Linked DNA regions of Mus musculus: region 1 is linked to region 2. Evidence: chromatin contacts called from public promoter capture Hi-C data. All regions are on one chromosome and are shown on one strand. Each heading gives the region's core, a stretch centred on a gene start, on an enhancer-like site or on the middle of the called end of the contact. The rest is flanking DNA. Distances are from core to core; before and after follow the strand shown. Region 1 holds the start of Bean1 (brain expressed, associated with Nedd4, 1). Region 2 holds the start of Cdh5 (cadherin 5).

Evidence for each region. Capture Hi-C pulls out chosen DNA fragments and counts their contacts.
Region 1: a promoter capture Hi-C map of liver shows a contact between it and region 2. The contact joins the promoter of Bean1 here to the promoter of Cdh5 in region 2. A contact is called at or near these places in 1 of 39 promoter capture datasets (pre-B cells), 6 of 484 Hi-C or Micro-C datasets (B cells, the BV-2 cell line, differentiating embryonic stem cells and 2 more), 1 of 115 datasets of contacts at active chromatin or transcription factors (bone marrow-derived macrophages) and 3 of 9 other capture datasets (adipose tissue, liver and macrophages).

Annotation. Positions count from the first base shown.
Region 1 is chr8:104,168,516-104,175,221 of GRCm38.p6, forward strand. Bean1 (brain expressed, associated with Nedd4, 1) reads left to right here and starts at 1,998. Exons shown (of 5, transcript NM_001141924.1): 1 at 1,998-2,489.
Region 2 is chr8:104,097,528-104,104,615 of GRCm38.p6, forward strand. It overlaps Cdh5 (cadherin 5), which reads left to right and starts at 4,098. Exons shown (of 12, transcript NM_009868.4): 1 at 4,098-4,205. The region is part of intron 1 of Gm29682 (predicted gene, 29682); the gene reads right to left.

The DNA of each region.
Region 1 (6,706 bases), core at 748-3,247, 69 kb after region 2:
GATTGGTTATACTCTCAGTACCTTATAGAACCTCATTATCATACCTCATTTGCATGTCTCACATCTGATTGGTTATACTCTCAGTACCTTACAGAACCTCATTATCATGCCTGGGCCAGGCAGTGTCTTTGCAAAAGACTTTACTGCATATGTACACATTGGTTGTTTGTCCAATCTTATGCGTGGTGGCCAGCAGTAGTCAGTGCCACTCAGCAACGGCACATGTGGCTTCCCACAGGTTCAGAGGTCCGGTCCATTATCATAAAGGTGGAAACATGGCAGCATCCAGGGAGGCATGGTGCAGGCTGAGCTGAGAGTTCTACATTTTCATCTGAAGGTAGCTAGTGGAACACTGACTTCCAGGCAGCTACGACAAGGGACTTAAGCTTCCACCGCTCCTCTGCTTCCCCAAGGATTTATCATCAACATGCCCACAGTGACACACCTATTCCAACAAGGCCACTCCCTGGGCCAAGCATATACAAACCATCACACCCCCACTTTTTGTTCGGAGGCACAGGTTTCTCAGACCAGAGATACTCAGATAAAAGGGCATAGAGCAATGAACTCTTTAGGGCTGTGTCTTCCCACTCAAAGTGAGCCATGACCCCACACCCCTAAAACACATAGACACTCAGGCCTGCCAAAGAGTGACCACTCAACAGCTGGAAGATTTGTCTGGATCAACTGATGTCTGTTCATTGAGTCATGGCCAGTCTTGGTGCAGTGGGCAGAGCTGTGGCCTCTAGTCCTAGCTCCCTGGTTTGGACCTATCCTGGTCTTTTGTTTGTCCACAAAATAAATGAAATGTCTGGGTTTGGACAACGGGCCCACCCAAGCCTTTTCTGACCTCGCTGCTCAAACGGCTCAAGCTTCCCCCCCCCCAACCCCCAAAACAGACCCAGTGAGCTGAGATCAACCCCTCTATGTGTTCAGAAGGGAAGCCAGTCAAGGATGCTGAGTCCCAAATGAACGGTTGCCCACAGAGGCTGGGAGGGGCTCTAACCCTGACTCTCCACACCTAGCAAAGCTGAGGTACAAAGCCTTCTGCTTTCTCCTGGAGGCTGTTTTGTCCCCACCTCCCAGTTGGCGCCTGCAGCTGGCTCAAGTCTCTTCCACAAGGTCCCCAGGGCTCCTCTGCTTCCCCAAGGTTTTTATCATCAACATGTTCAACTCTTTGTCATCATGTTTTATTTTCAAGAACTGCCTTCCAGCCAGTGGCAGGCGTCAGAGTTTCAGGTGTCCTTCCTTCTTCAAACCTCAGCTCCCTCATCAATAAAGTAAGGGCTTGGAGAGGGTTGGCAACAACTCAATTTATGGATTCCCTGGTCAGATTTACCAACTGTCACCCTGGACAGACCCCTGCAGTCTCACTAAGATGTATCAGCCCTGAGGGACTCTCCCTGATGAGTAAATGTTCCAAGTGATTCTACCAGTAACTGTAGAGCACACCAGCATATTTAAATGTGCGATAAGCAGAGACCTTGTAATAATAACAGGCCTAGGAATGGGCTGCGGCATGCCAGAGGCCGCAAAGTGGGGTGCATACAGGGAAGGAGCTGGAGCCCAGGTCCCTCCCCTGAGCCAGGCATCTTCCAAGGTAGGCTTGCATCTGCCAAGACTGAGCACCAGGACAGAGGGCATCAGGTGGGCAAGGGAAGAAGAAAATAAGCCTGCTGATAGCTCAAATTGAAGGCCTTGGTCAAGCCTACGTGAAGAGAATTCGAACAGCTGGGAACCAGTGGCCTTGACGGGCTCCTCTGCCCAAACCAAAGGCCAGCAGCAGCCTGTGTCCCTTCTGCTGCCTCTACCCTGCCTTCTGCCCTTAGCTCTTGCCTCTGTCCAACCTTTCTGGCTGTCCATCTCTGACATATGGTTGGTTCACCCTTCTCTGCACGTGTCTGTCTGTCCACCCTTCACAAGTCCTCCTGGTGTGCCGGCCTCCCTACATCCCTCGGCCTCCCCGCCGCCCTGCCCCGCCCGCCCGCCTGCCCGCTGCCCGACGCTGTGTGGGTGTCGGGCTGGCTGTGCGCAGAGGGGCGCGGCTCGCCGCTCCCACCTCCTCCGCGTCCCCATCTCAGCAATGACCCGGGCCGTGGCGCCACCGAGCTGAGACCGGGGAGCCGCGCCGCCGCCGAGGAGGGCCCAAGAGGGTGACGGTGGAACGAGCGGCGGCGCGGGGACCGCGACGGAGGGACGGGCGGGGCTGCTGTTCCTGCTGCAGGGCAGGGCAGGGCAGGGCAGGGCCCCGGAGACCGCCGGCGGCTGTTTGCCCGCGGATCGAGGGCGCGGGTCCGTTCTGCCCGGCCCCGCCGGTGCGCCCCGCCCCTGCACGCACAGCAGGCCCAGGCGAAGCGGCTGGGACGCCCCAGCCCAGCCGGAGCGCCACGGCATCCGAGCGGGAGCCGGAGCCCGAGCGGGACCGGAGCTGGAGCCGAAGCTGGAGCCGGCACTGCGGCGCACGGAGCGGAGCGCCGCAGCCAAGCCGAGTAAGGGGCGCGGGGCGCGGGGAGGGCCGCAGACGGGGGTACCGCTGCTTATGCACGCAGCTGGGGACGCGCTGGGCGGCGGGGGACGTGGTCCCGAGCGGAACCTCAGCGCGCGAGGAACTGAGCGGTTTGCCCGAGACTCCTGCGGTTCCTGATCCCGCATCCTCCCCACACCCGAGAGGGTCACCGGGACCCGCGAATCCCCGGGGAAACGCGAGGAATCCGAGGTCTGCCTGAGTCTCAGACGAGTATCCTCCCGGGATGCAAGCCCATGACAGGGTCCCCAGCCCTGTGCCCTCGGTTTGGAGGGTCGCTGACCAGTCCACTCAAGAAAAGATACTAGGGCACACTCTTGTCTGGGGTGAGAGGAGAGGGACTGGGGTTTTACAGAGTTTGAGCCTGAACCCTCTCCCACCACCTTAAGCCAGGAAGTTTGACAATTCAACGGCCCAGTCACTTGGACCATGCCTCATTTTGTCTTACCTAGGATAGAAAGAGCATCCTTGCCGCTCCCCCCACCTACCCTCTCCCTTCATAAGGAAGACTTTCCTGTGCAGTCCCTTGCAAAGGACCCGAAGCTGAATCCGAGGTGGCAGTTCCTCTGACTACGCAGCACTAAGTGGTACCTGCCACTCTCCCCTTCCCAAGCTCGGCAATGCCCACCCTTGCCCCCCCCCCCGCTTCCTCCTTTCCTGGTTGTCCTTCGGGCTCTGTAGTCTAGGGACAGGTGCGTAGTATCGACCCTGGGCTACGTTTCTCAGCCACCCCTGTGCCAGCATGGGCAGCCAAACCCAGCCTGGGAAGGGACGAGCACAAGTGACATACTAGAGAATCGGGGAACTCTAAGAGTCCAAGTGCACCTGAGGGCCAACAGACGGCCCTCTAGACTCTCCTCAGTGATAAGGACTGCTTACTAGATGACTTCACCACTGAGTGACTCAGTTTCCCTCTTTGAAACGTATGCATGATTCTGTTTAGTAGACTGTGCAGGGTCTTTGGAGCCATGAGACACTCTTTTAGCTGATTTCCCAGCTGTGTGACCTTAGGCAAGACACTTGACTTCTCTGAGCCTCAGTTTCCTTCACCTAAAAATGTATGGAAGATCGTTAGACGAGTCTTCTGCGGAACCTGACACACGTCTATCCATTGACTGCATTTGGCCACAGGTGTTTCCTGAGGCAAAGAGAGCTTGATGTGAGGCGACATGGTGCTCCCATCTTTCTCACCCTCTGCGTCGGCCTTTGGTTCCCTGTGAATCTCCTGACATCTCCTTGCAAAACAAGACTTTCCTTTAGCCTCTCCCTTTTTCGCAGGCGCGTGCTGACATCTTCTGCCCCACCCAAACCTTTCCTATGCTGCTGTCCAGGTTCAAGAGGCTCACTGACTAAAGGGGACACTCTACCTTTTTTTTTTTTTTGCCTTTGGCTGGCACTTGCCACCCCAGACTTGAGACCTCCTACATTGCGTTCATACTCTGTACAAAGGAATTTACACACTTCGATCTACTCTGGATTAGGTGAAGAGAGGATTGCTCGCTGTGGGTTGACTTGGGTGAGCCACAGGTGATGGTTGGTTGCAACAGGTATCAGGATGCTCAGCCGATGGGACAGTGAGGTTACCAGGAGCCGCAGAGGTGCCCACTGAGATTCCTTGCTGACTATCCAGGCCATTACTTTAGGTCACAGGACCCCATGATGAACCTAGTGAAGGAACCGGAGCTGGTGGCAGACAGCATGACTTGAACTTAAGAGCTAGCAGGTTTTTGGGGAAGGATCTTCCTGAGTCTGAGCAGTTGGGGCCTAGAGCAGCCCAGTTGCATGCCTAGGGCTTAGGAAAAAATATGAGCAGCACATATCCACAGAGCGGCACAGAGGTTGTAAGGAACCAGGAGCATTGATGGAAAGAAAACAGACGTCACTCCCATCACTCCTACCCAGAACTGGAATGAGATCAGGAAATGTGTCTACCTGTTGCTGGGCAGAATGGCTGCCTAGGGTTTCTTCCCTCCAGAAGTCCCTCTCTCCTTCTTTTGTAACCTACCCCCCCCCCATTCACTCACTAGGGTGCCCCATTCCCTGCATCTTCTATAATCCTCTCCGCTTCTCATCCCAGAGGAGTCCATCCGAAGCTAATTAGGCTCGTTCTGCCGCTCCGCTCAGTATTTGGAGCACAGCTGATAGGGAGGGTGATGGAGATGCAGGACAATCATGAGTCTTTGGCACCAACAGGCTGAGCACCCTCAGAGGACATCAGCGGCTCTTGAAAGCCTAGTGCCAAGCGTGAGGTAGGGAGCGGGAAGGTACCAATCTGTTCACAGCCTCTAAAAGGGAAACTGAGGCCAGGGAGGCTTGCCCCCCTGGGAAGTAAGCACAAGATAAGAGTTATGGCTGCCAGCACAGCCCTTGGGAGCTAGCAGCCAGGTTTATAGCATTTGATTCTGAGCAGGGGCCCCATTCCCCCCCCACCCCACCCCTTTGCAGCCTCAGTGTTGTCTTGAAAACGGGATGAATATTGATTGCACACCTGCCAGAATGGTCATGAAGACTAAAGAAATAGTGCATACAAGGCGTATGGTAGTGTCCAGTGGAGCTTGGCCAGGAGCCTTTGCCGTACCTGTGTTGTAAACACCCTCACACAGGAGTTTGTAAGCACAAGCACTTTTGCTTTGATCTAAGACATGAGCATTCTGGTGGAATGGGGGCGGTCAGGACCATCCTATAATCACCCCCACGGATGGTCACAATGCTGAAGCTCCTGAGGTTAAGGACTGAAGTCGGGTATAGAATAGGTAACATCACTGAGACTCATCCGTAATTTTACACGGGGTTTGTGAAATTGATAATTAGCACATTTTCACTTCAGCGGCATGCAATTAGTTATCAAGATTATTCCTCCATGGAGATATTAATGATTTTGTGTCTAAGAGCTGGAAATGAAGGTGCTAACGGTCTGTGGGCTATCACACTTTTAGACGCTCCTTTTTTTTTCTCCCTACTCAAACAATTATCAAACTCATTTAGTCAAATTGACTTAAAAGAGCAGTCTCCCACTCTTATCTACACCTCTTCAGTTTTCTCCGGAGCATTTATCACCTCCAACATCCATAGCCCTTTCTTTTCCATTACCCCCTCTCGGGAGTATCACTCACTGTGATGTCTCCCGAGACTAGAACGGCATTCTACGTTCAGTATGCTTTGCAAAATCATAAGATGTCTTGTCATGTCATACAGGAGGTCTGCTATTTTTATTATCCTTGCCAAGTGTGCAGATCGATTAAAAACAAAATATTATAGTATGGGAGATACTGGTCCCTCAAATATTTAGCAAATAAGACTTGCTTCGGGAGCTGAAGGAGATAGCTCAGTGGTTAGGGAGCTCCTGGTGCTGTTCTGCCGGAAGACGAACGAGTTTGGCTGACAGCACCGACCCTGGGTGGCTCACAGCCACCTGTAACTCCTGCTCCAGGGGATCCGATGCCCTCTTCTGACCCCCAAGGTACACACACATGCACATGTGAATACAAGTGCAAACACACACATGCACAAAGTAAAATAATAAGGAATTTTTTAAAAAAAGACTTGCATAAGTATCGTGGATAGCTTGAAGAATGTTAAGAGGAATGAAGATTAACGGGGTCTGGGGATGCGAGCTGTGATCCCAGCCACTCTGGAGGCTGAGGCAAGGGAATCACAGGTTCATGGCAACTCTGGGCTACAGAGTGAGTTCAGTGTCAGCCTGGGTTACTTAGTAACAAACATAAAAATGATGTTTAGAGTCCAGAGAGTGTGGAGGATGTAACTCAGGGCCTATATAAAAGACCACAGAAAAGGTTATTTATTTTTCAAGTATCTTAAGGAAACTTCTTATTTAGATGGGAAGTTAACTTTAAAAAAAAAAAAAGAAGAAGAAGAAAACCTTCTCAGTAACAAAAGTTCAAAGGCAGATTAGCTTTAGCTTCTCCCAAAGAGCTGACATTGATTTTTTTTCCTTCCAATTACTTTCTACCACAAAGGATTCTTTTCTGAATCTTCATTGTGATGATCTTTCAGATTATAAAAATCAATACATTTCACTGTAGAAATTTTTGGATATCATAAAAAATATATATAAATTCTTAATCCCTCCAGTATATTCTATTTCCATCCTAATCTTTTGCTGTGTGTGAGTGAATGTTTTCATTAGGACTTCTGTTCTACAAAATAAAGGCCGTGCACAGT
Region 2 (7,088 bases), core at 2,848-5,347:
GATCTTCCCCTGGTGGCCCAGGCTACCTCCATCTACTTTTGGAGTGACTGACTCCAGATCTCACAGGCAATTCAATGAGTGACAGCTCTCTGAGAACTCCAGAAACTCCAATAAAGGCTCTCTCCTTCCTGGTCTGGGCTTGTTTTGTTTTGTTTTTGTTTTTGTTTTTTATTCAGTCTGGGATGCCAGCCCATAAGCTGGTGCTGCCCGTATACAAGATGGGCCTTTCTCCTTAGTGAGAGCTCTCTGGAAATCCTCTCACAGTCACATCCAGAGGTTTGTCTTCTAGGTGACTCCAAATCTAGTCAAGTTGCCAGTGAAGAGGAACCATCACAGAGCTCTGGGGGCAGGCTTTGCCACTGGACAGATGAGGACTAGAGTTGGGGGGTGGGGGAGGACTTTCCAATGGGAATGGGAATCAGATAGACTAGGTGAAAGGTACTGCTTTTGGGCTGAGCATTAAAGGGTTGCTCCCAACCCTTGGCTGGCACAGTGAAGAAGGAAAATCATCTCGGAAGAAAAGGACAGCTTGGGCAAATGCTCAGAGGCAGGAAGCATGTGTGGCCATCCTGAGCTGAACTACTGTGTTCAGCAAGGCCAGGCAGACATATCCAGGAAGGAGCTTAGTTGGAGCTAGGCACAAGTACATGAAGCAATACTTGGTGCTGTAATAGATTAGATCCAACCCCTGCTCTCAAGGCCATCCTATCTGAGAGAAGTTATAAAGCCTAGGACACAGAGGCACACAGTAGGAGTCGTACTAGGAGCCTCAGAATAGCTTCTGTTATCAGAAGCATCATATGAAGAAAAGGGAAAATTTGGAGCAGCCAAACCTGACTGCAGAGAGACTATGGGGAGGTTTGCTGCCACCAGACAACTTCTCCGAAGGAGATCTGCTCCCTGTTCTTCAGCGACACTAAGCTCAGGCAGGAGTACCAAGTAGTCAGCCCACACTGGCAAAAACAAGACAAAACAAAAGGGCATCAAGAGCCAGGCATGACTGGTGTAAACCCTGTGAAGTCAGTATCTGAGAGACTGAGGCAGTAAGATCATGAGTTAGTGCCCAGCCTGTGGGCTATCTGGGGGAAAAGGGTGGGGGGGGGGGGAAGAAGGAGGAGGGGGAGGGGAGAGGGAGGGGAAGGAGGAGAAAGAGGAAGGAAGGGAGAAAAAGAAAGAGAGGAGGGGAGGGGAGGGGAGGGGAGGGGAGGGACCAAGGCAGGAAGACAAGCTAGCAGTAATGCTGGCCAAACGAGATACAGCTGATCACTTGGCTCCCAGGCAAGGCAGCAGTGGGCTGGGAGGGGCTGGGAGGAATGCTGGGAGCCCCGCGCGTGAGCTCCTCAATGTGAGCGCTCAGCCACAAGGCCTAAGGGGCTGCCAGACTGTAGATATTGGGGGTTCATCTCCAGCCATTCTGTCTCCACATACCTCAGGTGAGGGCAAGGGATCTGCATTTCCAACTCCTCTCTCCACCCTAATGATCCTGAGGCTTGAGGACCATGCTCATTAAAAAAATATATTTATTTTTATTGTATGCATATTGGTATTTTGCCTCTCTATACATCTGTGCAACCATGGGCATGCAGTGCAGGAGGGAGCCAGAAGATGGCATTAGATCCTCTGGAACCAGAGCTACAGACACCTATTTGTGGCCAGAAAGGTACTAGTAGCAGAAACAAGGTCCTCTGGAAGAGCAACTGATGCTCTTAGGTACTGAAGCATCATCCTGCCCCAGAGACCACTCGCATATGAAGCACACATATTCAGTCTGCCTTACTTGTGTTAATGATTGCCAGTGTCCCTCTGACCTCCTAGCCCTGAAAAGTGTGGCCTGAAGGTCATTTCAGAGACGGGGAGAGCTGCTCAGAGAAGCCAATCGGCGAGTCTAGGACACACAGACAGGATCTAGTCCCAGAGTTCGCTAGCCTAGGTGAGCGTCCCCTGGCCCCTTATACCACTTCCTTCTCCAGCTTGCATCTAATCTGCTCTGGCAGACCATCGTGTTTCCTGTCTTCCTGGCAGCCTCCAGCACGCTCAGTGCTACTCCCTGCGCATGCGCCCTCCTCCCAGTACCTTCTCTGACTCCAGTGGGCTTGGAGTGCGAGGAGGAAGGGTGAGGAAGGGGTGAAATCAGGTATTGGATCCACAGGGGGTCTGAAGAGCACTAGCCTGGCCTTTTGGGACTGAACTTCTGCTATGAAGACCTCCACTGCCATCCCTGGAGTCCGGGGCACATCCAAGGCTTGCCTGTCCATCGTTTACTGTTTACAGATGACAACAATGACTGTGTTCGGGGCAGAAATATCCACCAGGGCTAGAGTACAAAAGGAGTTTGCATTGATGGCCGGACAGGCCCTGTCCCTGGCAGCCTGCCAGCGCTGAGTATGAGACCCAGCGGGAAGTGCTACCCTGGCAGACGTGTCCACTGAGTACACAGACCACCAAGGCAGGCAGCTCTCGGGGAAGCTGTCTATGCTGGGCCAGCCCACCTTGAGGGCAGGGAACAGAACAGATTGTGGCAGAGAGGAAAATGTGGAGCTTCTGTTTGTTCACAGACACACGCACTCGCCCACGCACGCACGCACGCACGCACGCACGCACGAATGCACGCACGCAGTAGTTGAATGCTATGGATTCCGCTCAGAGCTGAGAACAGCCCCAGCGACAGTTCCCTGGCCTCTCTCCTTACTCTGATGTCCTCATCTGTCTTCACATGGTCTCAGGACGCTAATACTCCATCCTAATGTACACTCCTTTCCCTGGGCCTCCGTTCCAGTTCAGTTCTCAGAGGACCTGGAGGGAGTGATTGGCTACACCAACTTTGCTTTCGTTCACCAAGCCCATGTCTCTACTTGGGTGTCTAATGGGCATCTCCAACATTACCTACCCCAAACAGAAAACCCTTTCTTCCCCCCACCACACCCCACCCTACCCCCACAGTATTTTCTCCATGCCCGGAAAGATCTGCTCTCTTATGGTCCCTCTTTGCCTCACTGAAAAGCAGGACAAGTTGGGGACTTCCCAAACTTTTATGCATGAAGAAACCCAGGCAATTTGCCAAAAGGTACACTCTGGGGGTCTGTCATTTACTCTGAGCCAGAACCCTGAAATTTTTACTAACCCATCACATAATGAATGAAGAGAATCTTTTTCTTTTTTTTTTTTTTTCTTTTTTTTTGGTTTTTCGAGACAGGGTTTCTCTGTATAGCCCTGGCTATCCTGGAACACACTCTGTAGACCAGGCTGGCCTCGAACTCAGAAATCCACCTGCCTCTGCCTCCCGAGTGCTGGGATTAAAGGCGTGCGCCACCACGCCTGGCTGAATGAAGAGAATCTTGACCTCATCTCCCCAGCCTCTTGGTCCTGAGGGACCCTGGTCTACCTACTGCTTTGCTGTCTTCTTAGCTCTTCTTACTTTTTTGCTGACTCAGACCTATGGCTATCTCCATTATACAGATGAGGAGACTGAGGCATGGATCCCTGGTTGGTCCATGGTCACGTGAAGCCCATCACCCAGTATTTGTAAAGTGAGATGGGCCAGGCTGGTACCTTGGAACTGAAACTCACACTGCCCTACCTGGAAGAATCTGACAGGCAAAATCTGCTGCTGAAAGTGATTGTCTGTCACGTTTCTCAGCTGCCCGACTCTGAGAACTCCACAGCCCCCTTTCGTTCCACCATACTACAGAGTCGCCACGGAAAGCCGGCTCTGTGGAGAAGCTGAGGTAGCTGGGTTTCTGTCTGGGTTACTCTGTCCAGCGAGGAAACAAGTACCTTAGACCCACTAAGCCTCTGCTTTCTGAACTGTAAAGTGGGGGATATGACACCTGCCTCCCAGGGATGGCTGAATGCTCTGGCAGAAGCTTAGAGCCCCCACAGCTACCCCTAGGCTCACAGCTCCTCCGATGAGACCTAGAATTGAGGTATGAGTTGAATACCCCAGGCAGGTCCAAGGCTTCCACGGGCCCAGGCTGACCAAGCTGAGGCCGCCCACCGTAGGGCTTGCCTATCTGCAGGCAGCTCACAAAGGAACAATAACAGGAAACCATCCCGAGGGGAAGTGGGCCAGGGCCAGTTGGAAAACCTGCCTCCCTCCCAGCCTGGGTGTGGCTCCCCTCTCCCCTCCTGAGGCAATCAACTGTGCTCTCCACAAAGCTCGGCCCTGGACAGACTGCAGTGGAGAGAGCCTTCTGCTCACGGACAAGGTAAGTGAGACTCCCAAATCCCTCTCTACTCCTGTCTCATGGAGATAAAACTGGGAGAGTCCTGGCTTGCCCGTATGGGATGGCCACTGTAGGACTCTCAAGGGAACACAGCCTCTCCGGAGCCTGAGTCTCTCTGCTGGGGCCAGGGTAGGGCTAAAAAAAATGCATATCTCTTAGTGTGCAAGGACACAAACGGTTATCTCAGAACCAATGTTCAAGAAAGACTCAGCAGCCTTGTAAGTAGACTGTCGTACTCAGGGAAACTCCAGTGACCTGGAGCTTCTATGACTACCAGGCTCAAAGAGGATAGGATTTCCACTGTCACTCAGCAAGGACAAGGGCAGAGGACTGGAGTCTGGACCTTGGATTTGAGTAGGATCTGCTTTGTGTGGGATGGACAAATAACGGCTCTGTGATTCCCTTCCCTATCTACCAGGATTAGCTCTGCCTTCTGCCCAAAGGACAATCTGGTCCAGAGCTAAAGAGATAGATTTCCCAAGGTCTGACTTATATTCCCCTGCCCCGTTATCTCTACCTACAACACCTCGAGGGACTAGGGTGGGATTTGGGGAGCTGAAAGGGGTACTCGTTCCCTCTGTCAATATCTCCCACTTTCAAGATGGGCCTTCTGAGGTTCAGCTCTGGGCACTTGGAGTCCCATTTATGAGCCCTCTTCCCTCATCTCCCCTAGACTCTCAGAGCCTGCTTTGTGTTTCGGCAGTTGCAGGCAGGAAGGTAGCCTGTAGTTTCTCCCCCAACACCAGATACTCAGAGCCCAGAGCTCAAGAATTCTTGTGGCCGTACAGCTCAGCAAAGTCTCTGGAAGGCCCTAGAGACAAGGACCTCTGAGCCAAAAGCCCAGCTCAGAGACAGTGACCCTCGGCACTGATCCCAGCCTACTCACTTCGGTGTGGCCTTGGGACGGTAACCTAAGGTCTCCAAACCTTCATTAGGAGAGGACATTTTTGGATGCAATTCTATTCACAATCTGTGGTGAGCGGTGGAGATGGTTCATGCAGAAAGAATATTCCGACAAAACAATGGCTCCTGGATTTACTATCCAGTCCCAAGGAGGTAGATAGGGTAACTCTGTACTCAGAGACAACAACAGAGATCCAGAGGAGAGTTAGTGTGAAAATTGAGTCAGAATGACGATGGGAACTTAGATTTAGTCCTCCTCAGCACGGGCTCTTCCTGGAACCTGTGACTACATGGGGTCTCTGGCTTCTAGACCATAAAGTTGTAGAAACATCTTCAGTCCTTACTTGTGATATACACTCTTGGCTCTGGGCTTAACTCCTAATGAGAGGCAGATAGATAGCCAGGGAATCCTGAGTGGATTTACCCACTACCCCATAGCCATAGGTGGCTGTGAATACCACAAAGATTTGAAACCACAAAGCACAAGTCTCACACCTCCTGTTAGGGGGTCTCACCCATGTGAAAGGAAGGGCCAGAGTAAGAGAGGCCATATACTTAGCTACCCCTGCTGCAAGCACCTCCGGGCATCTGCGTTCATTAGTTACCCCTGGAGGAATGTGGCAGGCAAGCAAGACTCTAATGACAGTGGATGACTTCAAGGTTGGAAGCTTGAAGGGTCTGGGAGGCTGGTGGGTTCTGGGTTCTTTAGAACTGGGTTGAATGCTGAGTCGCAGAGAGGATTTTGACAGCCCAGAACAATTAGTGGGCAAGAAAGACACAAAACTCTCCTGCATCTGGCCTGAGCCCAGCCATTTGCGGACTGGAAAGTACCAGGTGACCCCAAGGGGCCAGGGGCAGCTGATCCTCAGGGCAGTCCTTCAAATTCTAACTTTTCACAATTAGGAGCTAGAAGAAGTTCCCAGTACCTTGAAGGGGTTAACCTGCCTACCCCGTAGTCTCAGCCCGACCATTGTGCAGCTAAACAAGAACCGGACATAGAGCAGGAAGCCTGAAGGGCCACACTTTTTTTCTCCCAAAGTTAGATGAGTCACAGTTGCACGGGAACCTCGGAGACACCAGCCACCGTTCTAGCAAAAATCTCAACCCCTGGCTGAGTGGACCATTTCTGGTTGCTTCCATCACCTCCTTAGCACCCCCTCAGTTGACATGAATAATTCCCAAGTGACTGATGGGACCTCTGGAATCCAGAGAGGCTAGCCAGACATGTGGCCACATAGTATAAAGTGGGAAAGGGATAGGGCTGACCCCATAGCCATACTCTATATTGAAATTTAGAGAAGAGGCAATCATATACAATTTAGACCACCACAGCCAGTATAAGGATAAACTGGGAACTGCCCTAAGAGAATGGTTCTACTGTTGTTGGAGAAATATAAAAAGTTCATCATAACCCTGCTCTAAGTTGGCATTGAGAGGAGAAATTACAGAGAACTTCTTGAAGGAAGGGTGGGAACCTGGAATTCTGGGAAGACTCGCACAGCTCCCATAAACTCAGCCTTGGTCTCCCGTCTCTCTGCGTGTCAGAGGATGATTCTGACTGCCTGGCAGATGCACAGGCCAGGAGGGAGAAATGGGGCTCAGGGGTGGACAGATAGTGGTGAGTGATATTTACCCCTGGAGAAGAACAAGGAAATGGGAGGATGAGCCTACGGCAAGACCAGGAAATTAGGTCAGATGTGAGGCAGCCGGTGGAATGCACAGACCAGAGAGGAGGAGGTCAAGACACCTGCATATCTGGGAGCGCTGTCTGTGTATATTGGGGTTCACTGTGTATATTCTAGTCCTCCTGCCCAGGGATTCAGTGTTTGTTGCCTTTATTACAGATGCAGCCACTGAAGCCCAGAGAGGGCAAAGCACAGACCCAAGACCACAGAGCACACGAGCCACAGGTCAGGCTCAAACAGACAAACATGGACCTTGTTGTGATGCCCCACAATTGCT